Linked DNA regions of Mus musculus: region 1 is linked to region 2. Evidence: chromatin contacts called from public HiChIP or PLAC-seq data. All regions are on one chromosome and are shown on one strand. The core of a region is the stretch at or near the end of the contact, and the rest is flanking DNA. Distances in the headings are between cores, read along the strand shown. Region 1 overlaps Rabep1 (rabaptin, RAB GTPase binding effector protein 1). Region 2 holds the start of Rabep1 (rabaptin, RAB GTPase binding effector protein 1).

Region 1 (6,116 bases), core at 1,177-3,676, 47 kb after region 2:
ATTTTATGGCTGTGTTCCTTTAGCAGAAATAGTAGTATGCTTTCCCCTAGGCCAGTGACCTATTTAGTTCCAGGTTCTTGGCTACTTCAGCAGTGTCAGGTATGGGTTCTGTCTAAAATGGTACAAGCAGCTGGGCATGGTGCCGCACGCCTTTGATCCCAGTACTAGGGAGGCAGAGGCAGGCGGATTTCTGAGTTCAAGGCCAGCCTGGTCTACAAAGTGAGTTCCAGGACAGCCAGGGCTACACAGAGAAACCCTATCTCGGAACCCCCCCCCCCCAAAAAAATGGTACAAGCTTTAAATTCTGTTGGGGCAGGGGTTGGGGTGGGTGGTTACTTTTATATAATTTGTACCACTGTTGCACCAGTATATCTTGCAGACAGATCACTCTTCTGTCTGTCTGTCTGTCTCTCTATTTATCTTTTACTTACTCACTTTACATCCTGTTCACTGTCCCCCTCCTTGTTACCCTCTCTCCTTCTCCTCTGAGCGGGTGGGTGCACCTTGGGTATGCCCCCAATCCTGGCACTTCAAGTCTCTGCAAGGCTAGGTGCTTCCTCTCCTACTGAGGTCAGACAAGGCAGCCCAGCTAATAGAACATATCCTACATACAGACAACAGCTTTTGGGAAAGCCAAAAGACCAGTTGTTTGGGACCCACAAAGACCAAGCTGAACATCTGCTTCGAGGTCTAGGTCCAGGCCACATCCATACCTCCTGGCCTTCCCCACACCCAATTTTGATCCTTCATACTCTCCTGGTCCCGTCTCCCATCCAGTTCTCTCCCTCCATCCACCTTCCATGACCATTTCATTCCCTCTTCTAAGTGAGGCTCAAGCATTTTTGCTTGTACCCTCCTTCCTGTCCAACCTCCTTGGGTCTGTGGAGTGTAAGATCCATCCATTTGCCTGTTCATGATGTCTTTATTTTTCATAGCTGAATAGTATTCCAGTATTGTTCCATTATATAAATGTATGACATTTATTATTATTTAAGATTTATCTTTGTTTTGTCTTTTACAGTTTCATACATGCAAACAATGTATCTTGGTCATACTTATTTAAAATTCCTAGTTCCCATCCCTTTCTCCATCTACCTTATTTTCTGTTTTGTCTTTCTCTTTCTTTTTTGAGACAGGGTCTCTGCATCCCTGGCTGGTCTGGAACTTTCTATGTAGACCAGGCTGGTTTGAGATCTGGCTTCCAAATGCTGAGATTAAAAGCATGTGCTGTAAGAGACCGAAATCACTAAAGAAAGATCCAGACTCAGTATGCAAAAACAAAAAGCTTTTATTCTGCAGAAACAACCAGCATGTGGGGGTCTACCATTCTTTGAAATGGCGATCCCAGATAAAGGCATGCAGGCCTTCTTGTAGGGAACTGAGGAACTCTAGAAGGATTAGGAACTTAAAATTTCATTGGTGGTACTAGGGGGTGTCAGGTGATCAGTGGTCTTCATTCCTGTGTCATGAGCATTCAACCATGTGATGAGATAGGATTGACCAGCACAGATGCCCATTCTGAGATAAGATATTTCCCCATTTTTGTGGTTATCCCCAGGCTGTTCTTTGGGAGGGGATTTTATGATCTTGTTCTGGATTTTATGGTCTATTCTTAGAGCTGGTGTCTTATGACCTAGTTTCTGGGACTTATGGTCTATTCCCGAGGCTGGTGCATTAAGGCCTTTTTTGAAATCAGGCCTAGTCCTCAAAACGGAGCAAATGGAGTCCTTAAATGGGGACAAATGGGGCTTTATATTGTCTTTTCAGTGCCACCACATTGGGTACTTTACTTTTTGAGACAAGGTTTCTCACTGAACCTGAAGCTCACTACTTGGGCTAGATTGACTAGCCAGTGACTTCTAGAATCTTGCTCTGCTTCCCAGTGCTGGCATTACAAGTATGAACGGGAACACTTGACTTTCTACATGGGTCCGAACTCAGACCTCATGCTTCTTGTGTGGTGAGCCCTGTACTGATTGAGTCAGCTCCTAGGCCTCTACACATTTTATTTTAGTTTTTTTTTTTAAAATTGTTTGTATATGTATCTGTGTAGGGTACATATATATGAATGTAGGTGCTTATAAAGACCTGAGATATTGGATCTCTTGGAGCCACAGTTACAGATAGTGTGAGCCTCCTGATATAGGTGCTGGAAATCAAACTTTGGTCCTCTACAAGAACAGTACATGCTCTTAATCTCTGAGCCATATCTTCAGCCCAAAATTTTATTTTTAGGAGTTTTTTTTAAATATAAAAATGTATGATATTGTACCATTTCAATATACTCCATGCCCAGTTTTCTTAACATTGTACCATATAGTATTGTTGTCATTACTAACAAAGGTTATTCTTTGTGTTCAGATTGTGTTAGTTTTTACCCAATGTTCCCCCCTCTTTTTTCTCCCTTCCTGTTTGAGCCTTCCATCCAGGAAACCACAGGGCATTTGGTCATGCAGTCACATGGTTGTAGGTGTGGCTTAGCTGTAGCAGCTTCTCAAGTTTTCTTTTGATTTTAATGACCTTTCTGCTTCTTTATTATTATTATTATCTGTGTGTATGCTGTTCATGTATGTGTTCAGACATGCATGTGGGGGGTCAGAGAGCCACTTTAGGGAGTCAGTCTTCTCCACTGGATTCTGGGGTTTGAGTTCAGGCACGCACAGCTGGTATTGTTACCCACGGGACTATCACATTGGCTACACTTGGTGCACTGTTAGTGGGCTCCATAAAAGTTTGTTCACATGACACCCAGCATGGAAGTTATGAGGTCTTCTGCATTAGTATATACGATACATGGCTTCTCTCTCTCCCTTGCCTGTTGATTTTGTCGGGAAACCTCTGTAAGCCCAAACAAGCCTTGACTGTGAAGACATTTAAGCTAACATGTCTTCCAAATAGAATTTAGTTCAATATAAAATAAATAGATCTTTGTAAGGATCAGGGAACAAAGTGACTCTGAAGCTCTCTTTATTTTTTGTGTTTGTGTGTGTGTGGGTGGGGGGGTAATATTCCTCACATTAGTCAATGTATGCATTTTTTTTTATTCTGAACAATTTAAGTAAGTCTGAGCTTGTTTACATTAGGTAAATAAAGCTAATTTTCATTAGTAGCAGGAGTTCCACCTTTTTAAATCTTTATACTTTTTGTTTACTTAATGTTTATTTATTTTGTCCCTCACAATATAGACAGCCTGAAACTTGCTATCTTGACCAGACTGGCTTCAAACTTGCAGAGATCCACCTACCTCTGCCTCTTGAGCACTGGACTGAATGTGTTTGTTTTTGCTTTTTGAGGCAGAATCACACTCTGTGGCTCTGCCTGACTAGACTTTACATGTAGACGTGAGTAGGCTCCACTTGAGTGTGTCCTCTTGCCTCTGCCTTCTGAGGGTACACCCAGCTCTTGAATCTGCCTCTCATAAATGAGAGGTTTATAACTGAGTTACTCGGTAAAGAAATCAGCTGTGTTACAGTGAATCTATTTTTCTATTTACTGTTAAATTCTGAGTGAAATATTTGCGAAAACCATAATTGACATTCATGGTAATAAACTACTTAAAAATGGAATTGGCCCTGGGAGCTGGAGGTAGAGGCAGTTGTCAGACACTGATGTTGTGCTAGGAACTGAACTAGGTTCAGTGGAAGCACAGTGCATGTTCTTAGTGCAGAGCCATGTCCCTAGCACAGTGAAGCTTTGTTCTGAAGAACATGCATGTCATTTGCCAGAACCTAGGGCCAAATATTATCAGATATCAATAATCTATATTCGAAAAGACAACTATTGTACTGTCTCATCTCGTATATGGAATCTAGGGTGTTTGTGTGTGTGTGTCTGTGTCTGTGTATGAGAGAGAGAGAGAGAGAGAGAGAGAGCGAGAGAGAGAGAGAGAGAAGACAGGTGGGTAAAGGAAGAGTGAGGAGAGTGAAATGAGGGCGACGGCTGGTGCTAATGCAGTCAAGTACCTGATGGACCGGAAAGAAATGGAGTTTTGAAGGCCATTATTTTGTAAATATAACAAATGCATGTTAATAAAAATTCAAAGAAAAAACCCTGAAGAAAAGGATTGATACTCAATCTCATGAATGCTAATAAAGTGTGTACTATAGTTGTTATACTAATTTTAGCAAATAGGTAGACCAGGGTTTCTTAGAAAAGCCATAAATTAGTAAATTGTTGCGTTTAATTCTTTGTAATCATAGGCCCAAGAGGATGCTGAAAAGCTTCGTTCTGTCGTGATGCCCATGGAGAAGGAAATTGCAGCTCTGAAAGATAAACTGACAGAAGCTGAAGACAAGATTAAAGAGCTGGAGGCCTCAAAGGTTGTGAGATGCTCTTACCCATCTGCTCCAATGCCGGGAACAAAATTAGGATCACTTAAGAAGCGGTGCTGGGAAGTCATTTAGCCTTGTGTCTTAAGAATCTTATTTTTTGTTTTAAATTCAGAAAAGCAAAATGAAAGCAAACCCCCTCTATCATAATCTGGCCTTTGGTTATTTAAACTCTCAGTGATGATGCTTATTCATGAATGAAGACTGCTGTTCAGTGGCTTATTTTATCCAAGTGAGACTCAACCTCAATTTTCTCTTATTCTTTCCCCCCCCCGAACCACCCCTTCTTGGTTTACTGAAACAGAGTTGGTCTGTGTAGCCCTGTCTGTCCTGGAACTCGCTTTGTACACCAGGCTGGTCTTGAACTCAAGAGATGTGCCCACCTCTGCCTCCTGAGTGTTGGGATTAAAGGTGTGCACTACCACTGCCTGGCCCTCCTTTTTCTTTTAACAAGTTATCTTTTTTGGTTTATTCTTGTAAGACAGGGTTTCATGTAGCCCAGGCTGACCTTGAACTTGCCGTGTATTCAATACCTGTTTTACATGGCTCTCTCAGGGCTTTAGGCTGAGAACTCTGACAACTGAACTACATTCCTCGCCATAGTTTTCTTACAGAGGAAAAAAAATCAGTTTATAGTTGACTATTTCCTCGTTCTAGTTCTAGAGATCTTTTAGAGAGGGTGCACTTCCTATTGGCTATATCCACAGCATGGCTGGGATGTGGCTCCTTGGTACAGTGCCTCTCTAGCATGCTCAAGGATGTGGCTCCTTGGTACAGTGCCTCTCTAGCATGCTCAAGGCCAAGAGATTTATCCTCAGCACTGCATAAGCTGAGCATGGTGACTGATGTCTTATAATAGGATGTCGAAGCAAGAGGACCTGAAGCTAAGGTCGTCTTCAGCTCTATTGTGAGTTTATATCCATCCTGGATTACATGGGATGCTGCCTTTAAAAAGCCAAACCAAACAAAAAGTGAAGTGGAAATATTAATAGGGTATTAAAATTTTTATGTCAGTTTTTAGTGCTGGAGATTGAACCTAGAGCCTCACTGAAGTATGTTAAGCAAGTGCTCTACCACTGCGGAAATTCTTTAGTAATGAAAGAAAATAAGAGATTAGAGGTGCAGTTAAGTGTTGACACTTGTCTAGTACACGAGGATCTGGGTTTGATCTTTAATACTAAAAGTACTAAAAGAAAATGGGGTCAGCAAGATGACATGACAGATACAGTTGCTTGTCTTCGAGCCTGATGACCTGTGTTTGATCTCTGCTGTCCATATGATGAAAAGGAGAACTGATCCCTAGAAGTTGTCTTTTCATCTGCATCTGCCCCAACTCTGTCCCCCAACTTTGAATAGACGTGTTTGAAAATAAATCTTAGAAGAAGAGTGTAAGAGATTGTAAGAAATGAGTAAAAGAAGGGGCAGGTGGAGTCCTGACTTGCAGACATGTCAATGTCTGTATAATTCTTGAACCTATAGTAGGCATGATTCCTGTGCAAGATTGGATTGCTAACAAACCCTGTTATAGAAGGAAAGTGGTGCACTGTGTTCTTTCCTCCATGAGGATTTATATGGCATTAACGGTTGGTGGACGAGGAAGAGAATTTTCTTTATAACCAGTGGGAGCCCATGCTCTCACAATCAAACTCTCACTCAGGCTCCTATGAACAACTTACTCAGTCACAGGAAGAAAAAAAGACATGAAAGTAGAAGAAGGGCTTTATGGGGAGAAGGGTCAACAAGGCTGGAGTGGGACAAGGGAGGGCAATGGAGCAGATGAGATCAAAG
Region 2 (6,626 bases), core at 1,263-3,762:
AGAGATACCCTATTACAAATTAGGTGGAGAGAAACTGAGAAAGGTACTTGAGGTAGACTTCTGACCTTCACAAGTACACACATGTATCCGAAAACGTGTGAACAAATATACACAAATATATCACACATCACACAAATTTAAATGTCAGATGTAGTCGTGTATACCTGTACTCACCATACTCAGGAGGGTGAGAGTTTGGGGCCAGCCTGGGCTACAGTTTTGCTGTCTCAAAACTAAAACCAAACAAGACAAAACAAAATCATCTCTGTTGATGAATATGTGGGCCATTTATTTGCTGTATAATGAAATATACTGCTGTAAATATTCTTGTGTATGTCTTATCTTTCACATACAATCTAATTGACAAGTAATTATTTCATGTTTTATTTCTTGATTTCCTTCAGAATGAGAATTACAACTTCTGTAGCTAATGAAGGCTTTGAGCATACGTTAGTTTTCTCTAGTACATATCTAGGAATGGCATCTGGTTGTTGGGTCTTAGGGTTTACATAAAAAATATGAAATGGGACTGGGGTATAGCTCAGTTGGTAGAGCACTTGCCTAGAAGGCACAAAGTTCTGGATTTGTAATCCTAGCATTTGGGAGGTAGGAGAATCAGGAATTCAAAGTTAGCTTGGGCTACATGAGAACCTGTCTTAAAAAAAAAAATTAAATGAATATGAAAATGTATATAATTCTGGTACTCTTTGCTTATTTCAAAATGGCCTTTCCAACTTTTGACATAGGGGCCTCTGAGAGTCCCTACCAGATGTGTGATCATTTCTGAGTGACCTTGGTCTTGAGGACCGGGTTGCAATCCTGATTACCAATGGCAATAAGTACGGTATACAGTCAGTGGAAGGAGTCCCATCTGTGGAGGACATCGCCATCTGCTATCTTTATGGCTCCTGCTTCCTATTCAGTCATTGCAACAGGACAGATGATTACTGAGTGGCCCTACTGGGGCCAAAGGTCTCCCTGCTGAGCGAGGATTTGCTCACTCAGGAAGGTTAGAAACCAGGGGGAGGGTGGAAACAGGCTTCATTTGTTCTGTCAAAGGCATACCAGGAGATGTTAATTGCTTAAAAGTCTAAATATAACCCCCCTTCATCTTAGTGGGACCTCAGGCAAAAGTACAAACAGATGACTACCTATTTAAAATTATAAACCATTCCAAAGAACTGTGAACCTTACTAGAGCCTAGTCTTCTACTTTGACTAAAGTCAAACCATTAATGACTATTATGGTTTGAATGTAGGCATCTGCAGTGACTCTGGAGCAGACTTGAGCTTAGAACTTTTAGAATCAGAATAAATGAAGAAGAAAAAGAAAGAAAGAAAGAAAGAAAGAAAGAAAGAAAAAGAAAAAGTAGGACCTAGTAGTGGTCCAACCCTGAAATCTCAGCTTCTCAGGAGGATGAAGCAGGATTGCAGACTCAAGGCTAACCTGGGCCATTTAGGGAGAGGGTGTTTCAAAATTAAAAAAACAGAACAAGAACTATTGCTATAGCTGAGTAGTGGAGTGCTTGCCTACTATGCTTAAGGTTAAATCCCCAGGACTGCAGGAGGGAGAAAAAAAGACTAGCATAGATCCCTGGCCTTTGGGGGTATGTGCACTTGAATAAGCTGGTGAGAGGAGCGTAAGCCCTGGCTGGGCTCCTGGTCTGTTGCTTGTCTTCCTTCTTTCCTCACCTGTCTTGCACCACGAAGGATCTGTGAACACACAGAGCAGCTCAAATGTGTAAGTGCTGTGCCACCTCCTCCAAATGCAGCTGCCCTCTGGCACGTTGAGAAACGTTTACACCCTGTCTTATAGAAAAATGAGAGACTACAGCTTCAGCTACCCAGGGAGGGAATTCTGGGCTCATAGGAAGGCAGGTGGACTTGGTCCTGAAGTGCCAGACTGTGTAGACCCCTTGCCCTAGGAAGGCAGCAAGGTCTGAATGAGGCTGGAAAGGAAAGTCTGGAGTCTCCGTATGGCTCTCTTGCCCAGGCAGAAGGGTGGCACTTTCTCCTGTCAAGAATGCAAGCACTGCGTCTGGCTGTATCTCCAACAGCTTCTCTGGGCTGATCACGTTAAAGTCAAACATAGTCGCTTAATGGAAAAAGTGCATTGGCTTGCACATCTGGGGACCAGACCAAGTTCTGGCCATAACAATTCTTCCTACTTTATATCCTCATTTAAACTTTTCTTAGCCGCTCTACTTTTCAAGGTTATGAGGTTAAGGGACTTTCTCAAGGACACACAACTAGGCAAAGTAGCGGCTGGGTTCGCGTGCACCCAGGGTCTCCTCACTCAGCTTGATATTTTTGTCTGTGTCCTGGGAGCCAAGAGCTTGCACAGTCTTCGTCTTTGCAGCCGCCAGTCTCCAACACCCATAGCTCTCTCATCAGCCTCCCTCTGGCTCCCAGGCCCCGGACCCCTCCTCCCTGGTCTCCCTCCCTCCTGAGGCCCCGCCCCTCCCTTAGGCCAGCGTCACGTGCCGTCCCATCCCCCCGCGCCTGCGCACTGCTTATTTCCCGCTGTCAGGATGAGGAGGCGGAGGTCGGCGCTCCGGTCCGTCTCTGCCCGAGGCTGTGGCGGCGCCGGCGGCTCCAGCCTTAGCGGTTCCTCCCTGGGCGGCGGTGGCCGCGGCTCGGTCGACGCCTCCTCCGCCAGCTGAGCCCGCGGCATCCCGGGACGCCGCTTCCCCGCCCATCCCCGTTCTCCGAGGCCGCCCACTGGCCATGGCGCAGCCGGGCCCGGCTCCCCAGCCTGACGGTGAGGCGCCCACCATGGCGGGCGCGGCCTGCCCGGCGCAGCGTCGTGGGGGCCCTTGGGGGCAGGAAGGGCACGCGCGCGGGCCCGGGGGTGACCCACGGACTGGAGGCGGGGGCGCGCGGGCGACGCGTGCTGGGGCAGCCGGGCTGGGGAGGGAGAGGGAGGCGCGCGCGGGCGGCCGCGGGGAAGGGCGTGGGGAGGCTGCAGGGAGGGAGCCGGCGGAGAGGAAGGTGCGGTGGGATCAGCACGTGGGTTCCTCGGGTGGGGAGGATGGAAATGGAGAGCATGTGCTATATTCCTTAAAGAAAACGCGAGCCCTCGCCTTGGTAGTGGCCGTGTGCCCTCTCGCCCCACCTCCGCTCCCGCCTCCTCAGGCCACGCTCCAGCGCTCTTTGCACCGGACTTGTAAAAGTAACTGTGATCCTAAGCATTGGGTAGCATTCTTTTGAGTGGTTGTGTTGCTTCATGGTAAGGCCGGGCTCATATCTTAGTCTCTTAGGGCCTCAGTTTCTGACGAACGAAGAGCGCTTGATTCATGTCTCTTTATCGAGAAAGATGGGCAAGTCTTGGGCCAGGCGATAAAGATGGCAACGTTCATCTGTAAAAGGATAGTTTAGTATTATTTCGAGAGTGTTAGGGATGAAAAGGTGCTCGAGTGGGCCGAAATCGAGGAGTCAATCGTCTTCTCCATTCCGTCTCTACCGTTCAAGCGATGGGGTCTCACTTTGTGGACCATGATGACCTGAAACTCCTGAGCTATCCTGCCTCAGTTTCCTGAGTAGCCAAGACTTAGACGTGCAGGACAGACTGTCTTAATAATGCTCATATTGGAAGAAAAAAAGGGCCTTGTTCTAAATAAGCCATGATGGTTATTAGAACCCTTTATGACCTTTAAACCGACTGAGCTCTGCCCCAGAGTTTTGACCACATTGTTTCAGGTGTTGTTGTCGTCAACCGGGAGTTATGTTTGGAAAGAATGTGCTCCGTCCTTGGCAAGATCTTACTGTATCTAGTTGGGAAAGTTCTTTCAGGTGTACTTTTCTAATTGGCTTTTGTGCTTAGCATCTTTACCTGTAAGTAGAATGTTGGGATGTGGTGGTTGGCTCAGGAGGTTCTTGGCCTTTTCCAAGAGTAGTCTCTTGAAATGATCTTTTGTGAAAACCTCTGTTTGTTCTTGCGGTAGGGGAACTGGAAACAATGTTATCAGATTTTGAGACTCTTGCTGCTCTCTGGGAAGTGTTCTCTAAAGATTGTTAGCCTCTAGTTTTGGGTTTTGTTAGTTGCCTAAGGGGTAATGTCCAGCCTAGACTTTAACTTGCTCGATGTTTCTATTCCAATAAAGAGAAGGGAGGTGTTTCTGGTGGGCTGTCAGGAAACAGGGATGTTTTTTGGACCTTCTTTTAACTCTCACCTTTTGTATTTGGTGTCAGGGAGGAAAACTTTACAAACCCTCCTTGTTACTGCAGACAGAGGCAGAATACAGAGAAAGCTCTGACTTCTGGTAGGTATGCTTAACTGGCTGCTGCCTTCCTTTGCTTTCCATGGACAACTCAGGTGACATGAGTCTGGACTCTTAATTTCCTGCCTCTTTCAATATATGAAATGGTCTTCCCTGCAAATAGGCAGAAGTGACTAAGCACTTCGCAGAAGCGAGGAAAACATTAGCTTTGAGGAATCTCATGTTCTTGCTATTCTCAGTGCAGGTTTACTTCCTATTTTTCAAAATTTAAGACTATGGAATGAGATTAAGTAAAATTTTTAAGTATACGTTAATGTAAATGGACAAAGGTATCTATCAGTTCATGAAAGGGGAGAGAATTTGGTATGTTTGAGTTCTTTGTGCCAATGTCTGCTTACAAGTTCATCTTGCGGAATTAATTGTTCTCTTTAGTTGAGTTCATATTGACAACTTTAATTAGAAGCGCACTTGAATTTTTTAGACCTGCTGAGTTAAAAAACAAAATTATTGGAAAATTCCTTTGCACCAGACCAACAGTAAAACATAACTGCTTCGTCCGCTTTCCCGTCATTTCAGAAGCAGTGCCGAATCTTTTTTCTTTTTGACATATTTTCTTTGTTTTTTTCATGAGGATATTAAGGCATATTAAGAGTAGATTTGTTGGGCAGTGGTGGCGCATGCCTTTAATCCCAGCACTTGGGAGGCAGAGGCAGGTGGATTTCTGAGTTCGAGGCCAGCCTGGTCTACAAAGTGAGTTCCAGGACAGCCAGGGCTCTACAGAGAAACCCTGTCTTGAAAAATCAAAAAAAAAAAAAAAAAAAAAGGAGCTTTGTGTATAATTGGCAAGACAAGATGTAACCTTTTTTTCTTATTTCATAATTTTTGAAGGTTTTAGTTTTAATGGAGCACTTTGATGGATGCCAATTAAGTTATTTTCCATTGAGAATTCAAAGACAAGTATAAAAACTCTCAGATTTCAGTTTAAGCTAAACTACATTTTAGAAGCATTTGTCCTGATTTTACTTCATTAAAATTAAAATTTTAAAAATGACATTTATTTGTGTGTGCTTGTGTACATGCCTTGAGCATGTGTGTGGCTGTCAGAGGACAACCTTTGGGAGTTGGTCCTCTCGCTTCATCATGTGGGCGCTGGGAATTGAACTCATTGGGCTTAATAGCACTCATGTTTACATGCTGAGTGATGCCACTGGCCTTTTCTTTTGTTTTTGTATAATCCCACCATAAGAAATTGAATGTGGGGCTGGAGAGATGGTTCAGTGGTTAAGAGCAATGGCTCTTCTTCCAGAGGACATTAGTTCAATTCCCAGCAACCACATGGTGGTTCACAACCTTCTGTAATTAGGTGTGATGCCCTCTCTGTCATGCAGACATACAAGAAGACAGAACATGCAATATACATAAATAAATAATTAAACAAAAGTTTTATGTTCGAAAAAAGGATTTTGAATGTTTTCCCATAAAGAAAATGATAAATATTTGATGGTATAGCTATATTTAACTTCATTTATACATTTCATCATATATGCTAGTTTCAAAACATTGCAGAGCACCCCTATTGATGCTTTTACTTTATTTTTATGTACATGAATGTTTTTGCTTATATGTGTGTGTAGCATGTGCATGTCTGGTCCTCTTGGAAGCCAGAAGAGGGCATCTGCTTCCCCTGGGACTAGAGTTACAGATGGTTGTGGCTGGGAATTGAACGGGAGTGTCCTCTGGAAGAGCAGCCAGTGCTTTTATCAGCTGAGCCATCTCTCCAGCACTTCATTGATGCTTTAATATAGTAGAACAAAAGGTATTTTAAGAAGTAGAAGTGTGGGGCTGGAGAGATGGCTCAGTGGTTAAGAGCACTGACTGCTTTTCCAAAGGTCCTGAGTTCAAATCCCAGCAACCACATGGTGGCTCACAACCATCCGTAATGAGATCTGACACCCTCTTCTGGTGCATCTGGAGACAGCTACAGTGTACTTAGATATAATAATAAATAAATCTTAAAAAAAAAAAAAAAGAAGAAGAAGAAGAAGTGTGGCCGGGCATGGTGGCGCATGAATTTAATCCCAGCACTTGGGTGGTAGAGGCAGGCAGATTTCTGAATTTGAGGCCAGCCTGGTCTACAGAGTGAGTTCCAGGACAGCCAGGGCTATACAGAGAAACCCTGTCTTGAAAAACCAAAAAAAAAAAAAAAAAAAAAAAAAAAAGTAGAAGTGTATTCTCCCCATTTCTCAGAGTTGAGATTTCTGTTCTGCTTTTTATTCATAGTTACCCAGACGTGTTACTTTTAATCCCTGAAATAGATACATATTACATACACAGACCTACAACTTTCTTATCTCACTTAAACTTTATTAATCATTATTATGTATGTGTGTAAATGGTCATATGGCTG

The links. HiChIP or PLAC-seq counts read pairs in DNA pulled down with a chosen protein or histone mark.
Region 1: an H3K4me3 HiChIP or PLAC-seq map of bone marrow-derived macrophages shows a contact between it and region 2, with 2.6 times the contacts expected there. The contact joins the enhancer-like site here to the promoter of Rabep1 in region 2. A contact is called at or near these places in 1 of 15 datasets of contacts at CTCF or cohesin (CD8 T cells), 6 of 484 Hi-C or Micro-C datasets (bone marrow-derived macrophages, cumulus cells, macrophages and 2 more), 11 of 115 datasets of contacts at active chromatin or transcription factors (CD8 T cells, the HPC-7 cell line, the SCID.adh cell line and 4 more) and 2 of 9 other capture datasets (adipose tissue and pancreatic islet).

Annotation. Positions count from the first base shown.
Region 1 is chr11:70,889,370-70,895,485 of GRCm38.p6, forward strand. It overlaps Rabep1 (rabaptin, RAB GTPase binding effector protein 1), which reads left to right. Exons shown (of 18, transcript NM_019400.3): 5 at 4,200-4,319. Among named protein-coding and RNA genes, the nearest start is that of Rabep1, 48 kb to the left of the region's middle. Within about 2 kb of position 2,427, at least 16 of the 459 cell types and tissues checked have an H3K27ac peak or open chromatin away from gene starts, as enhancers often do. A contact at or near this core is called in the HPC-7 cell line, bone marrow-derived macrophages and macrophages, where this site is marked.
Region 2 is chr11:70,842,249-70,848,874 of GRCm38.p6, forward strand. Rabep1 (rabaptin, RAB GTPase binding effector protein 1) reads left to right here and starts at 2,513. Exons shown (of 18, transcript NM_019400.3): 1 at 2,513-2,760. The coding sequence starts at 2,727.